4 separate regions of the Sus scrofa genome follow, and regions 1, 3 and 4 are each linked to region 2. A link is a contact called in public HiChIP or PLAC-seq data. All regions are on one chromosome and are shown on one strand. The core of a region is the stretch at or near the end of the contact, and the rest is flanking DNA. Distances in the headings are between cores, read along the strand shown. Region 1 overlaps ERC1 (ELKS/Rab6-interacting/CAST family member 1). Region 2 overlaps WNT5B (protein Wnt-5b). Region 3 overlaps ERC1 (ELKS/Rab6-interacting/CAST family member 1). Region 4 overlaps ERC1 (ELKS/Rab6-interacting/CAST family member 1).

Evidence for each region. HiChIP or PLAC-seq counts read pairs in DNA pulled down with a chosen protein or histone mark.
Region 1: a contact with region 2 is called in an H3K27ac HiChIP or PLAC-seq map of alveolar macrophages. The contact joins two enhancer-like sites. A contact is called at or near these places in 2 of 47 Hi-C or Micro-C datasets (embryonic fibroblasts and skeletal muscle) and 1 of 2 datasets of contacts at active chromatin or transcription factors (alveolar macrophages).
Region 3: a contact with region 2 is called in an H3K27ac HiChIP or PLAC-seq map of alveolar macrophages. The contact joins two enhancer-like sites. A contact is called at or near these places in 1 of 47 Hi-C or Micro-C datasets (embryonic fibroblasts) and 2 of 2 datasets of contacts at active chromatin or transcription factors (alveolar macrophages and skeletal muscle).
Region 4: a contact with region 2 is called in an H3K27ac HiChIP or PLAC-seq map of alveolar macrophages. The contact joins two enhancer-like sites. A contact is called at or near these places in 2 of 2 datasets of contacts at active chromatin or transcription factors (alveolar macrophages and skeletal muscle).

Annotation. Positions count from the first base shown.
Region 1 is chr5:68,307,191-68,313,974 of Sscrofa11.1, forward strand. It overlaps ERC1 (ELKS/Rab6-interacting/CAST family member 1), which reads left to right. Exons shown (of 20, transcript XR_002344310.1): 4 at 3,240-3,314. Among named protein-coding and RNA genes, the nearest start is that of ERC1, 87 kb to the left of the region's middle. Within about 2 kb of position 3,766, at least 2 of the 83 cell types and tissues checked have an H3K27ac peak or open chromatin away from gene starts, as enhancers often do. A contact at or near this core is called in alveolar macrophages, where this site is marked.
Region 2 is chr5:68,698,459-68,705,337 of Sscrofa11.1, forward strand. All of the region lies in intron 1 of WNT5B (protein Wnt-5b), which reads left to right. Among named protein-coding and RNA genes, the nearest start is that of FBXL14, 24 kb to the left of the region's middle. Within about 2 kb of position 3,118, at least 8 of the 83 cell types and tissues checked have an H3K27ac peak or open chromatin away from gene starts, as enhancers often do. A contact at or near this core is called in alveolar macrophages, where this site is marked.
Region 3 is chr5:68,409,361-68,415,786 of Sscrofa11.1, forward strand. All of the region lies in intron 14 of ERC1 (ELKS/Rab6-interacting/CAST family member 1), which reads left to right. Among named protein-coding and RNA genes, the nearest start is that of ERC1, 190 kb to the left of the region's middle. Within about 2 kb of position 1,446, at least 13 of the 83 cell types and tissues checked have an H3K27ac peak or open chromatin away from gene starts, as enhancers often do. A contact at or near this core is called in alveolar macrophages, where this site is marked.
Region 4 is chr5:68,277,703-68,284,630 of Sscrofa11.1, forward strand. The region is part of intron 2 of ERC1 (ELKS/Rab6-interacting/CAST family member 1); the gene reads left to right. Among named protein-coding and RNA genes, the nearest start is that of ERC1, 57 kb to the left of the region's middle. Within about 2 kb of position 1,834, at least 14 of the 83 cell types and tissues checked have an H3K27ac peak or open chromatin away from gene starts, as enhancers often do. A contact at or near this core is called in alveolar macrophages, where this site is marked.

The sequences.
Region 1 (6,784 bases), core at 2,516-5,015, 390 kb before region 2:
CTTACACCACAGCCACAGCAACTCCAGATCCAAGCTGCATCTGCGACCTACAGCACAGCCCATGGCTGGATCCTTAACCCCTCTGAGCGGGGCCAGGGATCAAACCTACATCCTCATGGATACTAGTTGGGTTGTTTCTGTTGAGCCACAACGGGAACGCCCAAGAAATAATATAGGAAAAATGTGAAGTGTAGGTCACAGGACTTTATTAATAGGTGAAATTATTTAGAATTAGAAGGATTTGTTTTATTTTGTTTACACATTTTAAAGTTTTGCATTCATTTATTAAACATGTATTGTTAAATATCTGTGTGACTCCCATTGCCTGTTTACAATATAGTGAATAGATTAAGTGTGGACAAGCTGGGGCTGGGAGGTAACTGATGAGTTTATTGCTTTCATGGAAGTGAGAGATTGTTATGGTCTGAACTAGCATGTTCAGATTTTGTTCTAGATTAACATGTTCTGGGTTTTACTGTCTTTATTAATGAAGTGTTCTTAAATTTTTTATTATTATTTAAAAAAATTATAGTTGATTTACAATGTTGTGCCAGTTTCTGCTGTACAGAACCCATTCATACATACAGTCCTTTTCTTATCTTATTTTCAGTCATGGTCTATCCCAAGAGACTGGATATAGTTCTTAATGAAGTGTTTTTTCTTACAAGCATTAATTGTGGATTAACATGGCCCTTACAAGCCTTGCTTTTAGACTCTTTTGGGGCTAGTCTTGATGGCCTTTCCTCCAGGGCTAGACTCCCTCTGCTCCTAAGATGTGGCCTTTCTGGTGTCTATCCTCAGTGCCTCTGATGTTTTCTCCAACTTTGGCTATTTGGGGCTTGAATTTTTTCCAGCCCCATGTCAGTTCAGGTCGTTGCTCAGCTCATAGCTCTCTGTTAGTTGTTCTGTCCCTAGTAGTTGTTCTGTGTCTGACATTGTAGAGTCTTTCCCTGTGTGTGCACACTTTGTATTTGGCCAAAGACTCCAGGGGACCTCTGTCAGTTTAGATACTATTGCTTTCCTGGCTAGCTACCTTCTTTGTGCTATTCTGCTCTGCTCGTTTCTGCTATCTTTAGGACTCTTACCTGTTGGTCTGTCTTCTGAGCTCTGCAGGACTGCTCTTTTCTGTTTGGTCTTCCTATCCCTATATCACATATTGGATAGCAACTCTGGACTGTGACCTTGTTAGTTTCTCTTCTCTCAAGGAGCATGGTCTTGTGCTTCTTGTTTTCCAGTGTCTAAAAAGTTTCTTCATGCATTTGTCTAATTTTAAAATAGATTATGACAAGAGGGCCAGTCTTCTACCTGTTACAGTCAGGTTGTATTAACCTTATAGAGAGTGACAAGTCAATGGGAAACTCATTGAAGAATTTAAAACAGACTAGTACCATGATTTGTGCTTTATCAAGATGACCTCCATTGCTTTCTTTAAAATGGACAGAGGAAATGGAAGGAAATTTAACTAGAGGCTATTGTAGCAATCGAGGCTTAAACTAACTGGAAGTGGAGTGAATGTTAAATTCAAGAGCTATTTTGAAGATAGAACAATCAGGACCTGCTCTAGAATTGGTGGTAGGAAATGCAGATCGGGGAGGAATGAATGGAGACACTCTGGTGTTTGGTGTGAGCCACCGGCAGGGTAGTGCCATTTAAGGAGATAGGAATACCCCTCAGTCATCAGAGGAGGGTCTAGAATAGAGGGGAGAAAATCAAGAGTTTTGTTTTGGGTAAAATAAGTTTGAGTTACTTAGTAGACATCTATACAGAGATGTCAAGTAGGCAGGCAGAGGGCAGTCTAGAAGTTCACCAGCACTGTCCACACGGAAAGTATCCATCTCTATTCTCTGGGGTCATTATAGGCCATCCCAGGGTAATTTGTAATTACTGACTGACAGAGATGTTCACAAAATCTGACAGGAAAATAGCCTGAGAAGGTCTGGTAGCTTCAGGGTAATCCTTGAAGACCCTAACTGAATTCTACTGTCTCCTTCTTTTCTGATCCTGAATGCACTGATATTTGGATTGAAAAAAAATAGCTGTTTTTCTGACATTTGTTAAACATAGCCTATTTTGGAAACTCATTCAACAATCTTACCTTCTTCGTTTTTTTCTCCTCCTTCTTTTTTTTTTTTTTTTTTTTTTTTTTTAACCTGCAGCATATGGAACTTCTCGAGCTAGGGGTCAAATCAGAGCTGCAGTTACCATCCTACATCATAGCCATGGTAATGCCAGATCCGAGCTGCCATCTGCAACCTATACCATAGCTCATGGCAACACTGGATCCTTTAACCCACTGAGTGAAGCCTGGGATTGAACCCAAATCCTCATGGATACTAGTTGAGTTCTTAACCTGCTGAGCCACAATGGGAACTCCCTTACCTTCTTTTTTTTTCTGATTGTAGCCCCTCTGGAGCGAGATTTCCATCCTAGGTGGCCAGGTGGCTATTGCAGTGGGAGGAGATGGCTGTGGAAAGGGTATTGTCAACACAGATGCTTTCAGTAGCTTTCACAGTGCAGTCCATGACTGCTTTGATTTCTCCTTTTGTTTTATTTTATTTATTTATTTATTTTTGCTTTGTAGGGCCACACCCGCGGCACATGGAAGTTCTCAGGCTAGGGGTTGAATCAGAGCTGTAGCTGCTGGCCTACACCACAGCCGCATCAATGCAGGATCCGAGCCGAGTCTGCAACGTACACCACAGCTCACCGCAACACCAGATCCTTAATCCACTGAGCGAGGCCAGGGATTAAATCTGTATCCTCATGGATGCTAGTCAGATTCGTTAACTGCTGAGCCAAGAGGGGAACTCCTGATTTCTCCTTTTAAAAGGGGAATATTTCTAACCCCCTTTTGAATTGTTTGGAGTTCTGAGAATGTCTTGGAGTCATGTGGAAGAGTGATACACAAGCCTGGGAATGTGCTGGAGTGTGAGTTGTCGTAGTGGCTCAGTGTGTGAAACCAGGTGTTCAGAGACAGTCACGCTCCTGAGACCCTTAGCCCCAATGCAGTCTGTGGGTTTCCTGGTCTGCAGGAAAAGGTCCAGGAAACAGAAAGTCATCAGTGTCTCCCAAGGCTGTAGTAATGCAGCTACTGCTCCTCACCTCTCCACTCCCCCTCTGAAGAAAGAGTGAAAAGGAGGGCGCTTACTCTCTCTTGCTTCTCTTTTATTTTTTAATTTTTTTTAATGATTTTTATTTTTTCCATTATAGTTGGTTTGTCTCTTGTTTCTCTTCTGTAGGAGATGCATCGGAGATTTGAGAATGCCCCGGATTCTGCCAAAACTAAAGCTCTGCAAACTGTTATTGAGATGAAGGTAAGTGAGACCTTACTTAGTTAGGAATCTTACATGTCAGTTCACACTTTCAAGTGGCCATACTTTCACATGTGAGTTTCAGAAAGTGGTATGTAGTAATATTTCACTTATTTTGTAGACTGAGAAGAAATAGTAAGATTTAATGAAAGTGACCCATTAAAAGAACTTCAGTTTCATTTCCTTTTGTCCAGCATTTCTTGAAATCAGCTGTCCTCAAACCTTTTGATCTCAGGTCACTTTTTCTCTTAAAGTGACTCATTTTACCCATTTTTAAGAAAATGTTTGCTGATTATCAAGTTTGTCAGTTTTTCTCTGAAATGAGAATAGGGCTTTATGAAGGAAGTATGTGATTCAGCTGGCAGCCCAGGAGCACCCAGTGCTAGCCTGGGGAGCAGTGGAAGTGCCTGGATCCTTCCTGTTTCATCACATGGAACATTAAAAGGTACTTACTCAATAGTTGAGTACTGAGTAGGACTTTTTTTTTTTTTTTTTTTTTTTTTGCGTAGCTACATGTGGAAGTTCCTGGGCCGGGGGTCAAACTTGCGCCATAGCAGTGATCCTTGCCACAGCAATGACAAAGCTGGATCCCCAACCATCAGGCTACCAGGGAATTCCACCAAGGACATTCTTAGGTGAAGCAGTGTTTGCAAAATTTTCTTATTTATCTTTTTTGACTGAGAGTGCCTGACACTGAAGAATAACAGTGACTGCTAGTACCCTCTGGTGCTGTTGTGGTTGTCCTGAGTCATTCGAGTTTTTGCCCATCTTCAGTGCAAATATTAACATGGTGGAAAAGGCATGTAAAGTCATAGTATTATTAGGAAAATAGTTTTGACTTCACAAAAGGACGAGGAGGCACCCCCTGGGTTCCACAGACCATACTTTGAAGACCTCAGCTTTAAGTTAATGAATAATGCAAGAAACTGTGAATCACAGCAGAAAGTTAACTCAGAAAAAGACTGAAAGGAAATTCTACAATTAAAAAAGAAAAAGTTAATGAATAGTTGGAAATCTTTAGGCTGTACATTTATACTACTTGGTGATTAAGATCTTGCCTTCTGAGTTAAATTCCCTAGATTCAGAATCTGGCTTTACTTAATTAGTGCATAACATAGAAGAAGTGCCTAACCTCTTCATGCCTCAATTTCTTTGTTGATAAATAGTGATAATAACAGTACCTGTTCCATGGGTTGTTTTGTGGTTAAATTAGTTAAAGCAAGTAAAACACTTTAAACAGGACCTGGCACATAGTAAACATTTAATCAATGTTACCTGTTATTGCTATTATTATTTTTATTACCAATGTATTCTTTCTTACAAAAGGCGGAAGACTGTTACAGATAGGAGCTCCTCTACCCCCAACCCCCATTTCTCTCTCTCCCTCGTGCACTCTCTCTCTCTTTTTTTCTTAAGGGATGCACCTGTGGCATGTGGAAGTTCCCAGGCTAGGGGTCCAATTGGAGCTGTAGTTGCTGGCCTACACCACAGCCACAGCAACACTAGATTCAAGCCAAGTCTGTGACCTACACCACAGCTCATGGTAACACCAGATCCTTTAACCCACTGAGCGAGGCCAGCCAGGTATTGAACCCTCATCCTCATGGATGCTAGTTAGGTTCGTTTCCATTGAGCCCTGATGGGAAGTTCCTCTGTCTCTTTTTGAAACTTCATATCCCCTAAAAAGTTTGACAGAGTGTTTTGTATTGTGGTCTTTCATTTAATATTTGTTGATGTGACAAGAATATTTAGTTTTTGGTATATAAATAGCTTTATGTAAATAAATATTTCTCAAGTACAGTTCTGAGAACCTATTTCTTAGATGATTTCCTCTTAAAATTTAGTTTATATTGTATACATCTTTATTCTTACTGGGGGAAGAGTTTACCAAACAAATTCCAAATTAGCGGATTCTGAGTTCTTTGTAGTTAGACAGTTATTAGTCTTGAACATAATCTTGTAAAAAGTCTTTAGAAAGGTTTAATTGCATGTTCACATTTCCAACATGTTTATTTGTACATGTGATTTCCTGATCCCTGTTGGAACCTAAAAATAAAACACATGAGTCTCTCTATTTACGGAATTATTTTACCTGCCTTTTGACAGCATGGGGAAGTGTACCAGTTTTAACTGGCAGTAACTCTATTTTAGGTTGTATTAATTTTCGGCCATCCTACTAAGAAGGAAGAGATTCCAAAATCCTAGTGGCCCAGTGGGGTCAGGTTGTTGTTATGTTGAAATCACAGCTGAAATAGTTAAGATGCTGAGAGTGGCATGAGCTTGAGAGAATTGTGAAGCTCTGGAGAGAAGGAAAAGGAAGCTGATTGGTAGACTGTGAAAGAGCCTGCAGGTCTTCAAGGTGACATAATATCTTTTCTCTTTCCTCCTCTCCATCCTCCTCCCTTCTCCCACCCCTGTACTTGTTTCAGTCTTTTCCCTCTGCTCCCTTCTCTATTCTTCTTTAATTTTTTTCTTTTTCCTTTAGCTGTGGAGGAGCAGGAAAGAATTACCAGACTGCTGTAGGGTTAGAGTTTTGCTGAGTAGATATAGCAGAATTACTGGGATGCACATGAATTGAAGGAGTGGTTTGGATGATCAGTCCAGGAATGTAGCCTGGATTGGAAGGAAGAGAATTCAGAGTGGACTGACAGGTTGGATGAAAAAGTGAAAGGAAAGTGGGGATCTCTATGAGATGGAAGAAAGGCAGTTAATGAGAGTGACGATGTGACAGGCCTGGGAGGAGAGTCCTGGGTGATGTGGTATTGAAAACTGGATACTAAAATGGACTGGAGGATGAGTTCATTAGAATTAAGGATGTCAAGGATTTCAGACATTAAAATCCTAGGATGATGGCAAGAGTGGCATTTGAAGGAAAGGTTGATTGTGAGCCAGGTGCTGAAGACTTCACATGGGCAGGGCTGATTGGGAAGTCCCTTGGTGCAGCAGTGAGGACGGGGAGAGAAGAAGAGAAGGAGCTTTAAAGGGAAGGGCATTGAGAAGCCTCGAGGATGCCCACACTTTCCCTGCTGATTTTTGGTGCTGGAGGATTAGTGAACCTCACTGGAGAGAGTTTGGGGAGATTATATCCATTGGGGATGCCAGGGTTTACTTGGGGTAGGGGACAACTTTTGAAAAGAAATTGAAGATTTGGGAAATTGAAGATTTTGGGAAATTGAAGATTTGGAGCAGAGGATTTCAATGGGCTCTGGGGGGGTTAATGATGGGAGACCCAGGGCTGGGAAAGTACAGAGTAGTAAGATGATAAAGAATTTACTGACTTCATTTATATATATTATGCATTCTAGGAGTAAGAAACCTCCTTGGAAAGACTCTCCTCAAACCCAGCCCGAGTGCTGGTTGAGTTGGTGGTAGAACTAGTCAGGCATATCAGGCATTCATTTTCTGGTCTCATCCTAGAGAGCAGCCTGCAGGTTCTTTTCAGGGTAGTCAGTGCCTGCCTCCTGGCTTTCAGA
Region 2 (6,879 bases), core at 1,868-4,367:
AATGGGTCTGACTGGATCCTTGAGGATGCATATTTGATCCCTGGCCTTGCTGAGTGGTTTAAGGATCCCGTGTTGCTGAGGCTGTGGCATAGGCTGGCAGCTACAGCTCCAATAAGACCCCTAGCCTGGGAACCTCCATATGTGGTGGGTGAGGCCCTAAAAAGCAAAAGAAAGAAAAAGAAAAAGAAAGAAAGCCACAGCGTTGTTTTATTTTGCTGATGGAACCCAGATGTCAGGAGAGAGTTGTTTTTTCCACCATTTGAACCGCTGCACACGCCCTGTGTCACCTAGACAGAGAGGGTGATGTGGGGACAGGGCTGTGGCCACAGAGCGCACTGAGCTTTGGGAAAGCAGTGGAGCCAAAAACAGCCTCCTGGTTCAAGGCTTCCTCCTTACGTGTGACTGCAGCACCTATCAAGTTACAGGGTTACAGGCTTTCTTTGGCAAAACCCCATTTTTGCACTTGAGTTAGCCAGGCAAAGCGGTGTCTCCCTGGCTGGCAGAGTCTGGGGACCCATCTGCCTCACATGTCCTAAGAGGCATTGTTGTTTCGGGCTCCTCCGGAGGATGTTTATTCATGGAGAAGCAGAAAGAAGCTCCAACAGCCCAGCTGGCTTTCCAGATCTTGGGTGGAATTTGTACCCTTTTTTTTCTTTTTTTTTTTTTTTTTTCCGTTGGATGTGGCTGTCATGGAGAGGGAGTAAGCACGGAGCCCCGCAATGCTAGGCTTTACTGGATTTAAGTACATAATGAAAGGCAGGCACGTGCTCTGGGAGCACAGAACTGAACCAGTTTCCGCTGATGGAGCTGGTGACCGTTCTGGGTGAGATTGTGTGGCCTCCATTACTTGGCCTTCAGCTGTAGGACGCAGGCACTAATGCCCCTCCTTTGGTCCCGCTGCACGTGTTCTACTCTTTAAATGTCCTCAGAAAGAGGAGATGTAGATGGCTAGTAACCATCGAAAAATGTTTGCCCTTGCTAATCAAAGAAATGCAGTTAAGGGAGTTCCTGTTGTGGCTCAACATGTGAAGAACCCAACTGGTATCCATGAGGATGCGGGTTCGATCCCTGGCCTCACTCAGTAGGTTAAGGATCCTACGCTGCCACAAGCTGTGGTGTAGATCACAGATGCGGCTGGGGTCTGGCGTGGCTGTGGCTGTGGTGTAGGCCTTAGCTGAAGCTCTGATTTGTCCCCTAGCCTGGAAACTTCCATATGCCACAGGTGCAGCCCTAAAAAGCGGGAGGGGGGAGAAGAAGAAGAAATGCAGTTAAAAATGAGACGGTATTTTTTGGAGTTCCTGCTGTGGTACAGCGGGATCGGCGCTGTCTCTGTAGGGCCAGAACACAGGTTAGATCCACAGCTATAGTGTAGGTCACAGCTTGGATCTGATCCCTGGCCCACCCCCGCCAAATGAGATAGTATTTTTCACCTATCACAAGAGGAGTTTTTTTTTTGTTTGTTGTTTGTTTTCGAATGGCCGCACCCAAGGCAGATGAAAGTTCCCAGGGCCAGGGATTGAATTCGAGCCGCAGCTATGACCTACATGAGGCAACTCCAGATCCTTTAACCCACTGCCCACAGCAGAGCTGTTAATTACATCTTGCTGTAGATGAATAGCTTAATATAGGCTTAAGCTTTTTTTCTTTTTTCCATACCTCCAGGGTGTTGTGCTTTACTGTCTTCCAAATGGACAAAACATCATAGACCTCAGAGAATGGGAATTCAGGCATCATTTCCCCGTTCATTCTCCATCCTTATATGACAGCTGGGCTGGATGCCTCTCTGTTTTTTTGTTTGTTTGTTTGTTTTTGTTTTTGCTTTTTAGGGCTGCACTCTGGGCATATGGAAGTTCCTAGGCTAGGGGTCGAGTGGGGGCTACAGTGGCCAGCCTATGCCACAACCACAGCAACATGGGATCCCAGCCAGATCTGTGACCTACACCACAGCTCACAGCAATGCTGGATCCATGAGCCACTGAATGAGGCCAGGCTCAAACCCGCATCCTCATGGATACTAGTCAGATTCGTTTCCACTTCGCCACAACGGGAGCTCTGCCCCTCTATTTTTAATAGGATGTCAGTTGTTGACATTTCAGTCCCTTCATAGACTTAGTCAACAACCGTGGGAGCAACTACAAATACACACAGTGTTTACAGGCTGAAAGGGGATTTTTAAAAGTCTATAGACGAGTCTAATACAAAGCAGTATAGGGCTGTAAGGGTTTGGGTTAGTTAAGCTAGTCACTAGCTGCTGCCATGAACAAATGCCAGCTGCCAGTTGGCTCTAAAACCATAGAAGTTTATTTCTAGCCCATGTGAAAACCAAAATGCATGTTCCTTCTTGGAAGGCAGTTCCCCAAGTGGCAATTCTGGGACCAGGGCTGCTTCTGTCGGATGAGTCCGGCTTTATTCCTCATTTGAAAGCCCCGTGCTTGTCCGAGTCCAGTTGAGAGACACAGAGGGCCCAGAGCTCTGCTGGTTGGAGGTTTTTACGGGCCAGGCCTGGAAGTCGCCAACATAATTTTTTCTGAAATTTGATGAGGAAGAACAAAGTCCTGTGACCGTCTTAGGACATCTTCGTGCAGGAAAATGTCATCGAGCTGTGTGATCAGCAAGTGAGCTCTGCCCTGAATAGCTTTGAGAGTCCAAAGTGGGAAGACATCACATCTTAGCAAATGCAGAGGTACCCAGGAATGCAGACGTTATTACTAATTATTTCTACCTTTAACTATCATTTTTGTTCACTTTAATAAAGTCAATTTTTTGGCCACGCCCATGGCATGCCGTAGTTCCCAGGCCAGGGATGGAACCTGAGACACAGCAGTGACAACGCCGGATCCTCAACCCAATGCACCACCAGTGAACTCCAGTAAAGGCATTTCTGCTGGCTATCCTAGGTGTATGAGTACTTCAGGCTGTTTGGGGGATTTTTTGTTTGTTTGTTTTTGTTTTTGCTTTTTAGGGCTGCTCCTGCGGCATGTGGAGATTCCTAGGCTAGGGGTCAAATTGGAGCCACAGCCACAGGCTTACGCCACAGCTACAGCAATGCCAGATCTGAGCCGCATCTGCAATCTACATGAACAGCTCACAGCAGCACCGGATCCTTAACCCATTGAGCAAGGCCAGGGATTGAACTTGCAACCTCATGGTTACTAGTCGGATTTGTCTCTACTGCGCCACAATGGAACTCCAGGCTGTTTGTATTTTCAGTCCTGGTGGCTTGGATCAAGGACATGTTTGCCAGCTGGCGGGATCCCATGGAGATCAAACCTGCCCCAACCACCTGATGTGGCCTTGAGGTGAGCGTGAAAATCGTGAGCTCTCCCAAAGCCACATGCAGATGTGCTCCCATCAGTGTTCTCTGTTTAGTTCAGCCGTGGTTGGAGGCAAGTGATCTCACAGCCTGTGCTGGTGGTTGGTTCCTGCTCCTGCCTTTTGTCACCGTCCTGACTGCGACTGCGTAACGCACAGACCACGCCTCCTTCCTTCCTGCCCACACAGGCGGACAGCGTTCTCCTTCTGCCCCTCACCGTGTTCCCAGCTGGGCTCACAGCCTCCAGACTCTCACTCTGCACTCTATCTATCCAGCAAACATCGCCAGTACAAGATCTGATGTTCTTGTCATTTTCAAAATGCTTTGTATGTTTTCCGTCTCTGTGCCCTTGTCCGGTGAGAGGGTCTTACCCTCCCATCTCCACCTGTGGGAATCCTGTCTGCCTACTGAGGGCCAAGTTCAAAGACCACCTTCATCATGAAACTGCTACTCCTTGGGAATTAATTTGTCTTTCTTAGGACTAATAATTGGGTAACAACTGGATAACAATTGGTACTTCCATTATAACATATCACTGCTGAATCTTGTAATCCAGTAATATTTGCATCGCCCCCACAGATTATACCAATTTCTCTTCCTCATCTTTGAGTAAGACCCAGTAGATGCTCAATAAGACTTATTGCTCTGAATTGGAGTCACAGAAAGAATTCCATTTGAATTACTTTCTGGCATTCTCACTCAATCTGATCTTATTCCCCTACTGAGTAACGAATACAAAATTGCTAGTCATTTCGTCCTGATAATGGGAAATGACTCCCAACGTCATTACAGGGTCTGCTTTCCCAGGGATGAAGCATAAAGATGAGAAGCAGGGTTGTCACTGGGAGAGGAATTTTCTCTCCTGGGCTCGTAGGAGGGTGTTGATCCTGGACCACCGGTAAGGTTAGAGGCCCTCATGCACCGGCCTGTGGTATCTTGCACGTTACTTCTGTTATAGCCCTTATTACACTAAATGTAACTAACAGAATTCACACGGAGCTTGTGGTTTGGATGATGGTGGTGGCGTTTGTTTTCTTGCCTGGCTTCCACTCTGGACCAGCTCTGTCTGTGAACAACCTGAGACAATGGAAGTGTCCTGTAACCTGAGCTGTCCCCCACAACAGCTGCGAGCCCCACGTGTATACTGAGCACCTGAAATGTGGCCGCTGCCACTGAGGATGGGAACACAACTTCCAGTCACTTTAGCATTAAATAGTCACGGGTGGCCTGTGGCCATCACGTTGGACGGGGTAGCAGTGCCGTGTGCCTGGGAGAGTGACGTCTTATGCATTTCCTGTCCTCCTGCAAAGGGCTAGGCACTCAGGGGGGCCATAGTAAATGTCTGTGAGTGAACATTTACCAGGTGACTGCGGAATGTGAGGAGCCTGCCGGGTGCCTGCTGTCACCCGCATTCTCTGCAGCCCAAGGAGGCCCCGCAGGCCACACGACCACTGGGCTCAGCCTCTGTCCTTGCAGCCTTCACCCGGCCAGTGGGCAGCCGTGGAGCAATTTAGCAGCAGGACTGGGAGCCTGTGAAAGGGGCCTGGCGGAGCCATAAAAGAAACAAAAGAATCCCAGTGGGGAGCTGAGAGCCCCTGCAACCTGCCCAGGCTGGATGTGGGTGATCCTGCTTTTTCCGGAGGCAGCTGCAGGAGTCATTTATTTCCCCAAACCAGAACCTGTGAGACCCACAGGTCTGACCTGAAGGCCCCTGGTTTGACTCTAGTTTTGGGGAGGAAATGTGGGTGTGGATGCTGGCAAGGGGAGAAGAGGAGGGGGCGCCTGGCCAAGATGTTCTCTGGGTGGGGAAGGAAGTGGGGGGTTCCTGCTGAGGCTGAGCATTTTCTGCCTCCTGTTTTCTTTAGAAGGATGCTTGGCACCTCCTCTCCCTGAGGACCTATTTCTTCCGCAGCACAGTCTAAGGGCCAGTCTGAACCAGGGGACCAGGCAGGCCACATCACCCAGAGCTACTGGCTTCCCCCAGTACCAGCCGGGGCTCATGTCGCAGGGGCTGTCGGTCCTGGAACAGTCAGCTGCCGGCCTCTCTTCTGCTCTGCGTGGGAGCCTCTGGCCGGCTCTTCCCCGGCCGTGTCCCCTGGGCCCAGCTGCTGAAGCAGAGGCCCAGGTGCCCAGCATCACCATTCAGGCCCTGTGGATCCAGCTGCTGCTTGTGCTTACACTCTGCTTTTCACTGCAATCAATATTTCCCACTTGTTTATAAAAATGAAATAACTACCTTGTTTTTCCAAATGGAAAAATTGTCCATTTTTGGAGCAGAAGGTTAGCAGCTTCAGTAGATTTTAGGAGAGGAAAAAGACCAGAATAAGGTGAGGCAATAACTTATCCAAGGTCTCTGTTTCTGGGATGGAATTCAGAATTGTTTAGGAAAAAAAAGAGCCAGGATGTAACTGCTTTCAGAAAACCCGCTATGTGTAAATCCAGATTTGTAAATAGTTCAGAATGATTATTCATGTGGTGAAATGACTATTATATGCAGCGCATATAACATAAAGATAAGATGATACATACAGTAGGGTTCCTTTAAATTCAGAATAGCATACTTAAAAGTCTTTATGAACCTGGCAAGCAAAGTGAATGTGTGAAGCAGTCAGGAGAGAGGCAATAGAGAGTGGTGAGAGTTTGGAAAATTAGAGAACCTATGTGCTCCTTCCCCACTCACGAGGCATTCCCATTCCAAAAACATAAAATCCTTCTGTTAGCCAAAGAGATTTGGTTGTCTGGCAGTTGGTGATTCCTGGGTTTTTTAAATAGTAAGATTTCCCAAGGTCCTTAAAAACTATGCTTCAGTTTGCAAAGACCAGAACACATTTACTTGGTAACATGAGATAAATAATTTAATTTTTTTTTTTTTTTGTCTTTTTAGAGCCACACCCGTGGCATATGGATATTCCCAGGCTAGGGGTCGAATAGGAGCTGTAGCTGTTGGCCTACACCACAGCCACAGCAACACGGGATCTAAGCTGTGTCTGTGACCTGCACCACTGCTCACAGCAAGGCCAGGGATTGAACCTGCGTCCTCATGGACACCAGTCAGGTTTGTTAACCACTGAGCCACGATGGGAACTCCACCATTTTAATTCTTTTTTTTTTTTTAAACACATTTTTATTTATTTATTTATTTATTTATTTATTTATTTTATTTTTTGTCTTTTTGCTATTTCTTTGGGCTGCTCCCGTGGCATATGGAGGTTCCCAGGCTAGGGGTCGAATCGGAGCTGTAGCCACCGGCCTACGCAAGAGCCACAGCAACTCGGGATCCGAGCCGCATCTGCGACCTACACCACAGCTCACGGCAATGCCGGATTGTTAACCCACTGAGCAAGGGCAGGGATCGAACCCGCAACCTCATGGTTCCTAGTGGGATTCGTTAACCACTGCGCCACGACGGGAACTCTCACCATTTTAATTCTGATCAGCCCATGCATGGCATGGAGAGAGGTCATCAGCCTGTCCGTGATAGGGATCCAGAACTCCACTTATTTGTTTAATTCATTGTATCCAAACCAAGTAGGTGGCACTTGCCCAGGTAAATGTTTTCCTGGAGT
Region 3 (6,426 bases), core at 196-2,695, 290 kb before region 2:
CAGCAAAGGGAACCATAAAAAACCAAAAAGACAACTTCCAGAATGGGAGAAAATAGTTTCAAACGATTCAACTGACAAGGGCTTAATCTCTAAAATATACAAACAACTCGTACAACTCAACAACCCAATGAAAAATGGGCAAAAGACCTGAATAGACATTCCTCCAAAGAAGATATACAGGGGGCCAACAAACACATGAAAAAATGCACATAGTATTTTCTAAAAGACTACAACAAAGGGACCTTATTTAGAATGATCAGGAAAGGCATCGCAACATTGCTTTATTTACAACAGTTTAAAGCTTTAGGGTAACCTTATGATTTTTACAAAAATTTTAAAAAATTAATGCATGCTTTTAGTCTCTGCTGCAGTTCCTTTCCACAGGATATAATGAAGCCCTTTGTCATCTGGTCAGAAAAACTCAAAAGATTTCAAATTTGTAGATTTAAAGACTTAGATATTATCATTTGAACATAATTTACCTTTTTTTTTTTTTTTTTTTTTTTTTTAAGTGCTTGAGTTTAAAGCATGGTAGCCAGAATGAGAATGCTGGCTCATGCCAGTTTTTTTCAAGTTTAGAAATCGTTACTGGAAAGCAGAGGACTTATATTTCATAGGACACAGGTGCCCCTCTAGCCCCCCTGCCCTCAATCTCTGAGCCTCTGGGAGCTAAACATCTTGTGGAGCATCCAGTCTTCTGCTCTGAGAGCATCAAGCCCTGTTCATAAAAGTGTGTGAGAATGCAGAGCATTCTACCTAACAGATACATATTATGATCACATTAGTATGAACAGTCCTTTTGTTCCACCTTATTTCCTTCCAGTGGGATTAATACTTCAATCATCATTGGTAAATTTGACATTCGGTTTTTCTGGATTCGTGTCATCTCTTCTCACCTTAAGGACAGATGTATAATATTATTAAGATTGTTTCCTTTTCTATAGTGCTATAATGGGCTGTATTTATAGATTATAGAAGTTTCCTAACACCTCTTAAATTCTTTCTCTTTACTTATCCTTTAAAGTCTTAACTGATATCTGTGTCAGGATTGATGGGGATTTTTGGCATAAGTAGCTGAGCAGTCTGAGAGCATTACAAATACAAACACATTTCTCAGAACTATGTAGGATCATTCAGAAGTCTAGTTGTAAGCAGTGTAAATTGTGCTTTTAAGGCAGTTTACTGATTTCTGCAGAAATCATTTTTCATCAGTGGAAAGATTAAAGAGAGTGTTGTTATGAAACATTTTATTGATAAACATATGGAAAGTACATTTTTAATATCCAAGATTTCTTAGATGTGACAGTTAAATTCACAGCCGTTTTCTCTTTGCCATTGTGTAGTCATTTTGGTATTGAAATCAGGCTCTGTCAAGAGGAACCTAGTAAGTTTCATTGTGGACTCCTGCTCTAATGTCAAGGGTTTGACTTTCCTTTGTTATGGTGACTGGTTATGAAATCAGTCACTTGACAGACCCTGAAGTGAGACTGCTGGAAATACGTCACGTCTGCCTTCCTGGTGACAGCTGGCTACAAAACAACCCACCAGAGCCTTTCTGCAATTGACAAGGGACTTCAAAGGCCAACAGGGCTGCCACTTCAAAGAGAGTTCTGCCATCTCTGGCTTGTTGAAAGAAGAAGTTAAATGGCTGTACCCTGCCGTAGCAGAAATCTCCATGTTTAGACTTCTCCTCCTTTTGATCTTAGAGAGATGTATGAAATGGGCTTTAAGCTAAAGGAATGATATAGTCTGCAGTAATGGCAACCCAATATTATTCTGCATTTCAGTCCACTTATTTGTGGAAATTACCCAAATATGTTCAAATACCAGCAAGTGTAAAAACTCAAATGTCTCAGACAGCAAATGTTCAAAAGAAGAGTCGAAACTCTGTATTGATGTAGCCACCTTCACAAATGAGAATAAGCCAGGTGGTGAATTAAAATGAAACTCTCAGTGTGTTTTAAAAGCTCTCCTTCAGTTTCTCCTTGTAATTTTTACCCTGTTCAGTAGATTCAAATTCTGAATGTTGATAGTAAGAATGACACAACTAAAACCTGTAATCTCAAGACCAGTTTGCATGGTTTAAACTGACATTTCTCTCTTTTTAGTAACTGTGCTTAAAATTTTATACTACCTTGTACCATTTAAAATCTTATTCCTCCGGCTTTGCTGGATACACTTTTGAAGTAATTACTTCATCTTTGTATTAAACAGACAAGCAAACAGAGATTCCAGAGTTTTAATAAAACTTTTGGCGGAAGATGAGAATATCAGGCATCGTGAAGAATCACAAAGAAAAGGCAGCAGCATGAGTTACTGCAGTTAGAATAGCATGACCTTTTCTTCATTACATGGTTTCCTTCTTATGTTGTTGTAGAGAAATAAAACTAAGCCTCCTTGAATTCTTTCGTACTGAACTTCTATTGTCTTAATTTCTCTGTACATGAAATAAAAAAGTTTGACTTGCCAGAAGCTTGAGTCAGTATAACTTCCTCTATAATTTTACCAGATGGGGTCAGTACACAACAACTAAAGAAATTCTGAAGGGAAACTGAAGCCCCCAGGAAGTAACCACATGCTGTGGTTATGATCAAAAAACATCCCTAGATTCATCAGTAGTTTGAAAAGTAGTTCCTAAAAAATAATATGCTTGTGGTTGTCATGTTTGTTTGCATAGTTTCTTCCTTTTGAAAACTTCTTTATAAAATAGTATGTGATTATATTATCCTGGAAGTTAAGGAAATATCTGTCTCTCTGAATTTCATCTTGATTTTTTTCCTTTTTATTCAACAAAAATACCACATTTGTGTTCAGAAGTTCAAAATCAAATGAAAAAATTAGCTGTATTGGAGAAGAAATAAAAACCTTGGCACACCCCAAAATGAACCACAGAGTTGAGTGCCAGAGTCTGTAGATACTGGTTTTCAAAGGAGTTGTGTTTTTGTACTTCTGTCTAAACCATCTAACCACTGCTGGACTGGGAAGTGCTTTTGGAATCTTGGTGGTGGATCTATAACAGATGATATTTAGTTTGCTTGTAATGAGTTCTTGGGGTGTTTGGCCCTTATACTGTTATCTCCTACTGAGAAGTTTGAATAACCAAGTTATTGATGATAGAGGCAGTTATCCAGGATGTGGCTGAAGGTGTCGTTGTGGAGCCAGATGGCTTCCCCCTGATTTTTATATGCAGTTTGTGTTCTCCTTGGCTGCACCTTCCTGGATGTTTTCAGTGAAACATATTTTCCTAGAGAAATGTTTACAGTAGGGTTTATCCTGCACAACAGATAGTTTTTGTGTGTGGCATGGCCCAAGCTCTGTTTTGGTCCCTTCCTCTTACCTCCATTCTCTTTAGTGAATGAATGAAGAGGCAGTGAGGTTTACTGTAAAGTGCACTGAGCCAGAATCACATGATATGGATTCTGTTTCTTCTTCTGTTTATTAGCTGTAATTTAGGGCGGGTCCTATAGTTTTTCCGGGTCTCACCTGTGTGGAGTGAATTATTACCCCCAAAAGTGTTTTAGTAGCCTACAAAGGTGGTACACAAATGTGAGCCTCATTATTATGACCAGAATTATTGTATGCACTCGTGGGCGCGCGCACGTGTGTGTGTGTGTGTGTGTGAGTATGAGAGAGAGGGTCCTTTGCTTGCCAGATATCAAGTCCCACACTTTTACTTTTCTCTTTTGGCTAATAGTAAACTTTTGACAAGATCAGATAACTGTTATTTGTTATTGTTTTCTTTGTAACCATTTTCAGGCGTTGATTGAAATGATATGTTTTCTCCACAAAATATATCTCTAATTAATGAAATAATCACCCTCTTTACCTCTAGGTAGCTGTTTGAATTTTTTTAGCAATGCAAACAAGGATTAAAATGTTCAGTTAAAATGCCAGTAAATTTTTATTTTTATTGTTGAAAACTTAAGGAAACAGTATGAAGCTGTTTTATTCAAATTATTCATTTGACCTTAGAGAAAAGGCTCAAGCCCTAAACACTCTGTTCCCTGTTGGTGACTTCATGCCAGCGAGTGGATTGCTATTTTTTTGTAATAAAGTAGAATTAATGTTTTTGTCACGTGAAATAACCAAGTAATTCACCTAAGGAGGAAATTTCTTTCCCAAACCTAGACAACTTACTTAGCTTTCCTAACATATACTGTATCCTATTATCTTGACTTTCTAGCCATGCAGAAAAAAAATTTTTTTTTCAGGAGAGAACTTATCAGAGCTCAAAGTTCAAAGAAAAGCTTGTGATTCCTCCTTATTTTGTATTTCTTTTCCTGACTTAACTCACCAAGGTGCAGAAGAGTATAAAATGATGGTTGCCATGTCTCCTTGGTACTGCTGCTGGAAAAGAAAATATGATGTCATTTAGATGATCTCTGTCCTCCTTTCTTTCAGGAGTAGAAAAAGAGCAATGGGGTTTATGTGGATCCAGGAAATTATCAATTTTATATTTCACTTGGTTCTACCGCAACCTGTTTGTTGCTAAAATAAACAAATTACAGGAAACATTAATCAAGTAATAGTCTTCTGAAAAAAATAGTTTTCAGTATTTAATTCAGATTTTTAGCTTTTAGTTTTGATACTCTGTCACCAGAAATCACCTAATAGAACTCGCAGTGAGATAAACATTGGCTGTTCCCAAAGCCTCTTCCATCCTTAGTGACTCAGATGTTGAGAGTCCTACCAGCAGGGGGATGTTTGCTTTGCTGTGAAAATTTTATTTTTCACCCAGATTTTATTTTATTTTATTTTATTTTATTGGTCTAATCGGAGCTGTAGCTGCTGGCCTACGCCAGAGCCACAGCAATGCCAGATCTGAGCCACGTCTGCAACCTACACCACAGCTCATGGCGACACCGGATCCTTAACCCACCGAGCAAAGCCAGGGATTGAATCCACAAACTCATGGTTCCTAGTTGGATATGTTAACCACTGAGCCACAACGGGAACTCTGTCTGATTCTTCAGGCTTATTATAGGATTTATCTACCCAAGCCCTCTGAGATTTAAAAAAAAAAAAAAAAAAAAGGAAAATTAAGATGGCTTGAAAAAGAAGCATTTCTGTCACGTTGTTGTGTTTCCACTTTTTTAAAATTTATCTTCCCAGCATAATATTACTAGAAACTGAAAGGCAGCTGCTATGAAGGAATACAGCCAATCAATATGAATTTGGCTGCCCTGCAAGTCAGCTTTTCTGGGTGGGTACTTGTAAGCCACATGTGTTATTAAGCATTGTTCAGTGTCCTGTGGGAATGTGAAGCATATTTTGAGGTTGTTAAAAACATTTTGTAAATTCCCCATGCATGGAGCACATTCACTATTTAAAGTGTCATTTGCTGATTTTATTTGACATTGTTGAATTATTGGAGAAATCCAACAATATATAAAAAGTCAAATCTAGTGACCCCCCCCCCCAAAGCTGAACTATGGAAATACGGTTTCTGTGGTTTCTTCTTCAGTACTGTGTCTGTAACTTCTCATATTTGGGTTCTTGATAAAGTCAGGAATAAAAGATAAAAATAGTGGCAATTCCTAAGTTTAACTACTGTCATCATTAGATTACCTCAAAAATCACTTATATCTTATTTCACTAAATAGAACAGAAAGTTACCATTAACACTATCAGTCATATATGTATTTAAATGGGCACTTAAAAAATTTAAAATTTAACTTCTTATTTTAGCAGCATCTGATTAAAGTGCCTACCCTCTTCAGAGGACCTGGGGAGGGGGGTTCTTTTTACTGTACCTCTCATCCTGGATTTTACCAGCCTCCAAAAGAGCCCTGATCATCTGCTCTGTACTGTCAGTCCTGTGTTGTTTACTACTTTCTTGCCTTTCCCAGATTCACCTCTTCTTACCCCTTCTGCATTTCCTCCTAGGTCCCCAGAATTCACAAATTCATCTACCTTCATTTATTTACCCATTCAGCAGATACTCATTGAGTGTCTACTTTGTGCCAGGCCCTTGCACAAACATTAATTTCCTCCTTAAATCATTTCCCCTTTCTTTGCTGGAAGTATAATCTGGCCTCCCCCCTGGAAACTCACAGCAGCCCTTTCTGGTGATTAGTATGTGTTTATTCTGAACTTAAGGTTGGAGGGAGGACTCTCATCCATCTTGTTTGCTGTTACACCTTCAGACACTACCCCATCACGCTCTGCTTCTTCGAGGCGCATGCCATTCAGCTGTACTGCCGAGGCTTTTCAGGGAAGGCTTTTACTGCCTCACTGACTTCAGCATCTGTGTAGAAAACCCATTGGTCCATCCTCTCAGTGGTTCCTGCCACCACTGCCTGTCTTCATTCTGTATCTGGCAACCTGGATCCTCCAAACCCACCCCATATAGCATCCTCTGATCACAGTTGCCTGTCATTTTACTTTTTACATTCCCTCTGCAGCTATCTTTCTACATCATTTGAG
Region 4 (6,928 bases), core at 584-3,083, 420 kb before region 2:
GGTTTGTTAAAACACACATTGCTGGGCCCTACCCTCAGAATTTCTGAGTGAGTGGGCCTACAGTGGGGCCCAAGAATTTATACATTTAACAATTTCCCAGCTGATTTTTTTTGTCTTTTTAGCGTCGCACCCATGGCACATGGAGGTTCCCAGGCCAAGGGTCCAATCGGAGCTGTAGTCACCGGCCTGCGCCACAACCACAGCTACGCCAGATCCGAGCCGCGTCTGCAACCCACATCACAGCTCACAGCAACGCCAGATCCTTAACCCACTGAGCAACGCCAGGGATCAAACCTGCAACCTCATGGTTCCTAGTCAGATTCGTTTCCAGTGCACCATGATGGGAACTTCAAGATTTATTTTCTCTATGTATATCCAGAAAACTTTAAAATAATAAAACAAATACAAACCCATGTATCCATTTCCTAAAATTAGCAAATGTTAGTGGTCTATGGAGAAATAGTCCATATGAATTAATATTCCTTTTTTGGAGTTCCTGTCATGGTACAGTGGTTAGCAAACCCGACTAGCATCCATGAGGACTCGGGTTTGATCCCTGGCCTCGCTCAGTGGGTTAAGGATCTGGCATTGCCGTGAGACATGGCTCTGATCTGGTGTTGCTGTGACTCTGGTGTAGGCCGGCTCCTACAACTCTGATTGGACCCCTAGCCTGGGAACCTCCGTGTGCCAAGGGTGTGGCCCTAAAAAGACAAAATAAAAAAAAATCCTTTTTTGGTATTAATAGGCTGCTGTATCTTATTTCACACTCTTTCAATTTATTTCACAATTTCAACTTATTTCACAATTTTACAGTGAGTGAAATATGGCAACTTCTTTGGGCTTGAGATCAGTGCTCTTTGAGGAAAACTACCATAATTCGTTAACTTGTTTGATCAGTCTTTTAGGCAACAAAGTGAAATAGGGACTGAAAAAAGGTTCAGTCCTGATTATATGCTCAATCTGAAAAAAACATTAAGAAGTATTATATACTTAAAAATGAAGTCATCAGATGTAGTCATTTTATCCTGTTTTATTTTGAAATAGTTTATCTGAATAGTTCACAGAATTAAAAAGCTCAATTTCTTTGTGTGTTTGGAAACCTGGGAAGAAAAAGGGTAAGCTACTATGTATGGGGGTGTAAAAAATGTGACAGTTGTGAAAACGTAGTAACCTAAACTCTAAAGGGGGAATAGTTGCATCATTTGTTCACTTCTAAAACAGTTTGTTCTTCCCTAAATATAACTGATGTTCTGTACAAATATGAGTCAAGAGGAAAAAACACCGAATTCATAATCAGAAAAAACACCAAATTAACATGATTCTGGAACAGTTTTGGTGGCTTTGATTAGTCTTGCCTAGCTTTTTGTCATGCTTTAAATAGAAGGCTCATTTTAGTAGAGGCCTCCCAGCCAAGTTAGTTCCGTAAGGTTGAAATGATGCTGTTTTATATCCTTCTGAAGGACATTATTAATCACCTCTGTGTATTTTTTCATCTTGAAGCTAATAATCAGGTTCCCTGAACTTGCTAGAGACTGTGAGTTTTCCTCACCATTTTTGAAGTGAGGATTTGTATGTGACTTTGGAAAGTATGGACTTACCGTCTGATGAGAAATCTCTGTGAGGCTTTACTATATTCATGGATAAGAATCTGGAAATTCACAAAGAGAAAATTATTTAAAATGTTATATGCTATAAAAAATCCTATATTCAAAGTTTGAACTATCATAATTCTCCATTCCTGAGGATCAGCCAGACTTTGAAATCTAAGGCTCCTCAGGAAGTGCCTTCCTTTTGGCAGCAGGCTGCTCTCAAGCCAGATGATTCTCCAGGACCTGGACACAGTGTGTTGTGTGATCACATCACAGAGCACTTGCAGTTGGCTAGAACTGTGTATTGCAACCCCTTCAGGATTTTTTTTATACGGAAGTACCCAGGTTAGGGGTTGAATTGGAGCTGCATCTGCTGGCCAACGCCACAGCCACTTGGGATCTGAGCTGCATCTGTGACTTACACCACAGATCGAGGCAACACCGAGTCCTTAATGACTTAAACCACAGCTCACAACAACACTGGGTCCTTAACCCAGGATTTTTGCTTTTGCCTATCATTTGTGTGTTGCTAAGATCCTCACCCCATTTCCCTGTTAAAATACTCACTTAGTTTGTACCTTGCCTGTTTGTGTATTTACTGACTTAGGTAGTCTAGTCAAAGTTCAGCATGTATGCAAAGTGAGTGGCAGTATTGGCTGTTTTTCTCGTGGTGTGTCACTGCATTATCTGGGATGGAATGCTTTGTGGGTATCCATGTGGTTTCCTGACGAGAGAAAGGAGGTCCAGCTGCATTCACTCTCATAAGATGACCTTTGTTTCTACATGTGCTCTTGTCCAACATAGCATTGTCTAGCCAGTCTATCAATAAATATTTATTGAGTGCCTACGATGAATGCCCAGTAGTATGCTGGGTGCTTTGACGGAGTTTTTTCTTTCTTTTTTTTTTTTTTAAGGAGAGGAAGGAGAAACAAACAGTGACAGGCATTTGTGAAGTTTAAAAGCATGTTATCATGAAGTAGATATGCTCTGGGGTTTTCTAAAGATGAATTTTTGGTGGGTTGGAATTCTAGAGTATTTTTGCCTAGACTAGGTTCAAGAATTGGATTATTCATAAGAGTGGAATATTATCTGATTTTAAAGATTTCTTCAAATTTGGTATTTTATATATAGCTTTTTATTTTTATTTATTTATTTATGTATTTTTATTTTTATTTTTTTGTCTTTTTGCCATTTCTTGGGCCGCTCCTGCAGCACATGGAGGCTCCCAGGCTAGCGGTCGAATCAGAGCTGTAGTCGCCAGCCTACGCTAGAGCTACAGCAACGCGGGATCCGAGCTGTGTCTGCGACCTACACCACGTAGCCTTGTGGTTCCTAGTCGGATTCGTTAACCACTGAGCTATGACAGGAACTCCCTATATATAGCTTTTTAAAAATCAGTGTATCAAAATATGTAGTGTATGTCCCACAATTTCAAGGATATTAAAAAGTCCTCGAGGGGAGTTCCCGTCATGGCTCAGTGGTAATGAACCTGACTAGTATCCATGAGGATGCGGGTTCGATCCTGGGCCTCACTCAGTGGGTTAAGGATCTAGCATTGCTGTGAGCTCTGGTGTGGGTCGTGGATGTGGCTCGGATCCATTGTTTCTGTGGCTGTGGCATAGGATGGCAGCTACAGCTTCTATTTGACTCCTACCCTGGGAACTTCCATATGCCACGGGTGCAGCCCTAAAAAAGACAAAAAAAAAAAAAGTTTTTGAAATGGAAAGATATTCATAATATATTAAAAGAATACAAATGGTATATAGGTATACTATAGTTAATTTCTTTGGAGGCAGTATAGAGTCATTATAGTTTTAAAAGCACAAAACTATGGAGTCAGACTGCTGGATGTTTCTGCCACTTATGATCCAAGTGACCTAGGGAAGGTCTGTTTTCTTTGTGTCTTGGTTTCCTTATTTGTAAAGTGAAAATAATGATAGTGCATCATGGGGGAGATGTAGGATTATATGAGTTAAAATACATAGTGCCTTTATAGTAGGATAATAACATTATTGTTTTTTCCTTTAAAGATGAATTTCAGCATAGAAAAAAATGTTTTGAAGGAATCCCACCAAAATATTTTCAGTGATTTCTCTTAGAATTTTATTGATTTTTTTCTTACTGTTTGTCTCTAATTCCTTATTTTTTCTTATAATCGACGTGCATTTATTATATAATAAAAGATAATGAAGAATAAGATTTAGTCTGAATGTTTATATAAGTTGTTGTAAGACAAAAAGTAATTAGAATTAATTACTAGTAAATTAGTATTTGACGGATATTGAATGGACTGCAGAGGTGTGATTTTATTCTTAAGTTGTTCACAATGTATCATAGGAAACGTGGTAGAGACACACAAAGGGAAAAATCCTAAAAGCTGGTTTGTTCAGCTTTCCATCCACCTCCTTCAGTGTCTGTGACAGATGTAAGTCAGCAGTGTCTTGTTGTTTAAGGTAATGTGGTTCAGCAGGTTAAGAATCTGGTGTTGTCACTGCAAGCGGCTGGGGTCATTGCTATGGTGTAGATTTGATCCCTGGCTGGAAAACTTGCATGTGCTGTGGACAGAGCCAAAAAAAAAATTTTTTTTTTTTGATAGATATGTGTTAGGAAATTTTCTTAGCACTAGACCTGCCTCTGTGTAACTACTTAGCATTTATCTTAGGTTTTCAGTTTGGAGCTAGGTGGAATAAATCTAATGCTTCTTCCAGAATAATGATTTAATAGAAAAGGAGTTTATCAAATAGATAACGAGTAGCTCATGGAATTCTGGTAAGGCTGGAGAATTAGGCTTGAGGCTTAGCTTTTTATAATGTTCTACACCATGCTGAGGAAGAAACTTCCACTATTTCTGCTGCTTCATCAGAACCTTCAGTTGATGGTTGATGACACTGAAGAGCCAAGAATTGACCTTGTAATCACTAGGAAACTGGTGCTATACCCATTTTCCCTGAGCTGGATTCATCTGTTACCATCTGCACCAGTAAACATGGAAGGTAGAGCCTCCTTCCACTTGTTACTGAATTCCATATCAATCTTAAGTGCATACAAACGTTGGCAGTGTCTAGATACCTGCCTGGGTCTGGCTAGAAGGGAGTGTGGGAATTTGAGTCTTCACTCTTACATTGGGGAAGCAGGACTCATAAGGAGGGGATTTCTTCACATGTAGAACAACTGCTTAAAAGATTATGAACACAAGCATATGAAAAGATGTTTAACGTTGCTAGTCATTAGGGAAATGCAAATCAAAACCACCTGAGTACCACTTCACACCCACTAGGGTGGCTCTAATAATGAAAAAAAAAAAAAAGGGAAATAACAGGTATTGGTGGGAATGTAGAGAAATTGGAACCTTTTATATACTGCTGGTGGGAATATAAAATGGTTCAGGCCACTGTGGGAAACAGTTTGGCACTTCTTCAAAAAGCTAAATATAGAATTGCCATATGACTTTGCAGTTTCACTTCTAAGTATATACTCACAAGAACTGAGAACTGACATTCAAACAGGTACATGTATATGTGTGTTTTTAGCGGCATAATTCACAATAACCAAAAGATGGAAATAGTTCACAGGTTCATTGTGGGTGAATGGATAAATAAAATGGGTTATATACATACAACAGAATATTATTCAGGCATAAAAAAGAATTAAGTTCTGACATCCACTGTGATGTGGGTGTTTCTCCAAAACATTAAGTGAAAGAAGATAGAAAAAGCCACATATTGTATGGTTCTGTTTATATGAAATATGTACCATAGATTAATATAGAGGGAGCACCAGTTTGTGTTACCAGGGCCGTGGGGAAAAACTATTTAATGGGTAAGAAAGAAGTTTTACTTCAGAGTGATGGAAATATGTTGGAGCTAGATGAAGGTAGTGGTTGCACAACATTGCACATGTACTAAGTGCCACTGAGTTGTTCATTTTAAAATGGTTAATTTTATGTGAATTTCATCTCAATAAATTTGTTTTTTAAAAAGGTTATTAACAGCCATTAGTGAGACATGTTCATTGTGAAGATGGTTATAACAACTGTCATTTGTTGAGTATTTACTATAGGCTGGAGACTTTACAAATATTTATTCTAATCCTTATGGTAGCATTGCAAGGTAGGTATTAGAAACAAGAAAAACAAAGAACTATATTAGTGGGCTTAAAAATTTCTTTACAGTTTAAGGTACTGATTTGAATTACTTTAAACTTAGTTTATCATCAAATTAAGAGTGAGCTCTTGAAATCTAATCAAAGACCTGTAGAGAGCACTCTTATTCCTTACTGTGCTCTGGTTATGTTTAGAGCATCTTAAGTCATAAATTTAGATTTGTTGTATTAATTTGATATTTTGGAAACTACCAGTTTGAAGCATCTGATTTTGAACTTGCACTTTTTTGAATTCTTTTTTATCTTTTAGTTTTTAGTATTGTAGTTGAAAAAATGTTTTCCTCCCATGGAAAAAGTGTTTGTATTTGCAGCCTCATTAAGTTTGGTGTTTTATATATATGTGTGTGTGTGTGTATATATATTTTTTTTCTGGCTGGCCTGTGCCATGTGGAAGTTCCTGGGCCAGGGATCAAACTCACATCACAGTGGTGACCTGAGCTGCTGCAGTGACAACACCAGATCCTTAACCCACTGCACTACAAGGGAACTCACAAGTTTGATATTTTTGATTTAAAAAAAACCTGAAAATTATACTTAAAAATTTAACAAAAATACATATATGTTTTATGAAAGAGTTTAAATTGGTGATTTATGTTAAATGGTAAATTAATTTTAACTTGGAAAGGAATTTCCGTTTTGATAGTCTTTCTTTTTTATCCTGGTATCTAGTTTTAAAATCCTGGTTAAATATATTCTTTTGGGGGTTTGTCAAATATTGATGATTTAGGCATAACTGGTCCGTTGAGAACATTATATGAATGAAAGTTTGCCTACTTTGAGTTTAAAAACTGGTAGTCATTTTATGAAAACTTTGAGTAACAGTAGTTAAAATCAATATTTCCTTTTAAGCTATTTAATACCATCTAATATTTTGATTTATTTTAGCAATATATATTTCGATTTGGCATAAACCAAGCACTCTTAAAATCACAGTCTATATAGAAATATATGTTTTTATATATATATATATATACACCTAACCAAAACATAAGCTTCATGATAAAACATTTGCTCTATGAGAGATATACTTAGCTATTTAAAATTTTGTTGAAAAATATGTAAATTATCAACCACTGGATTGATTTTACAACTCACTTTATAATAAGTCAGCTTGAAAAGTCTCCAGTGACTATGGAATTTTACTGTAGATAAGTAGTTAAGATTTGGGGGAAACTCTA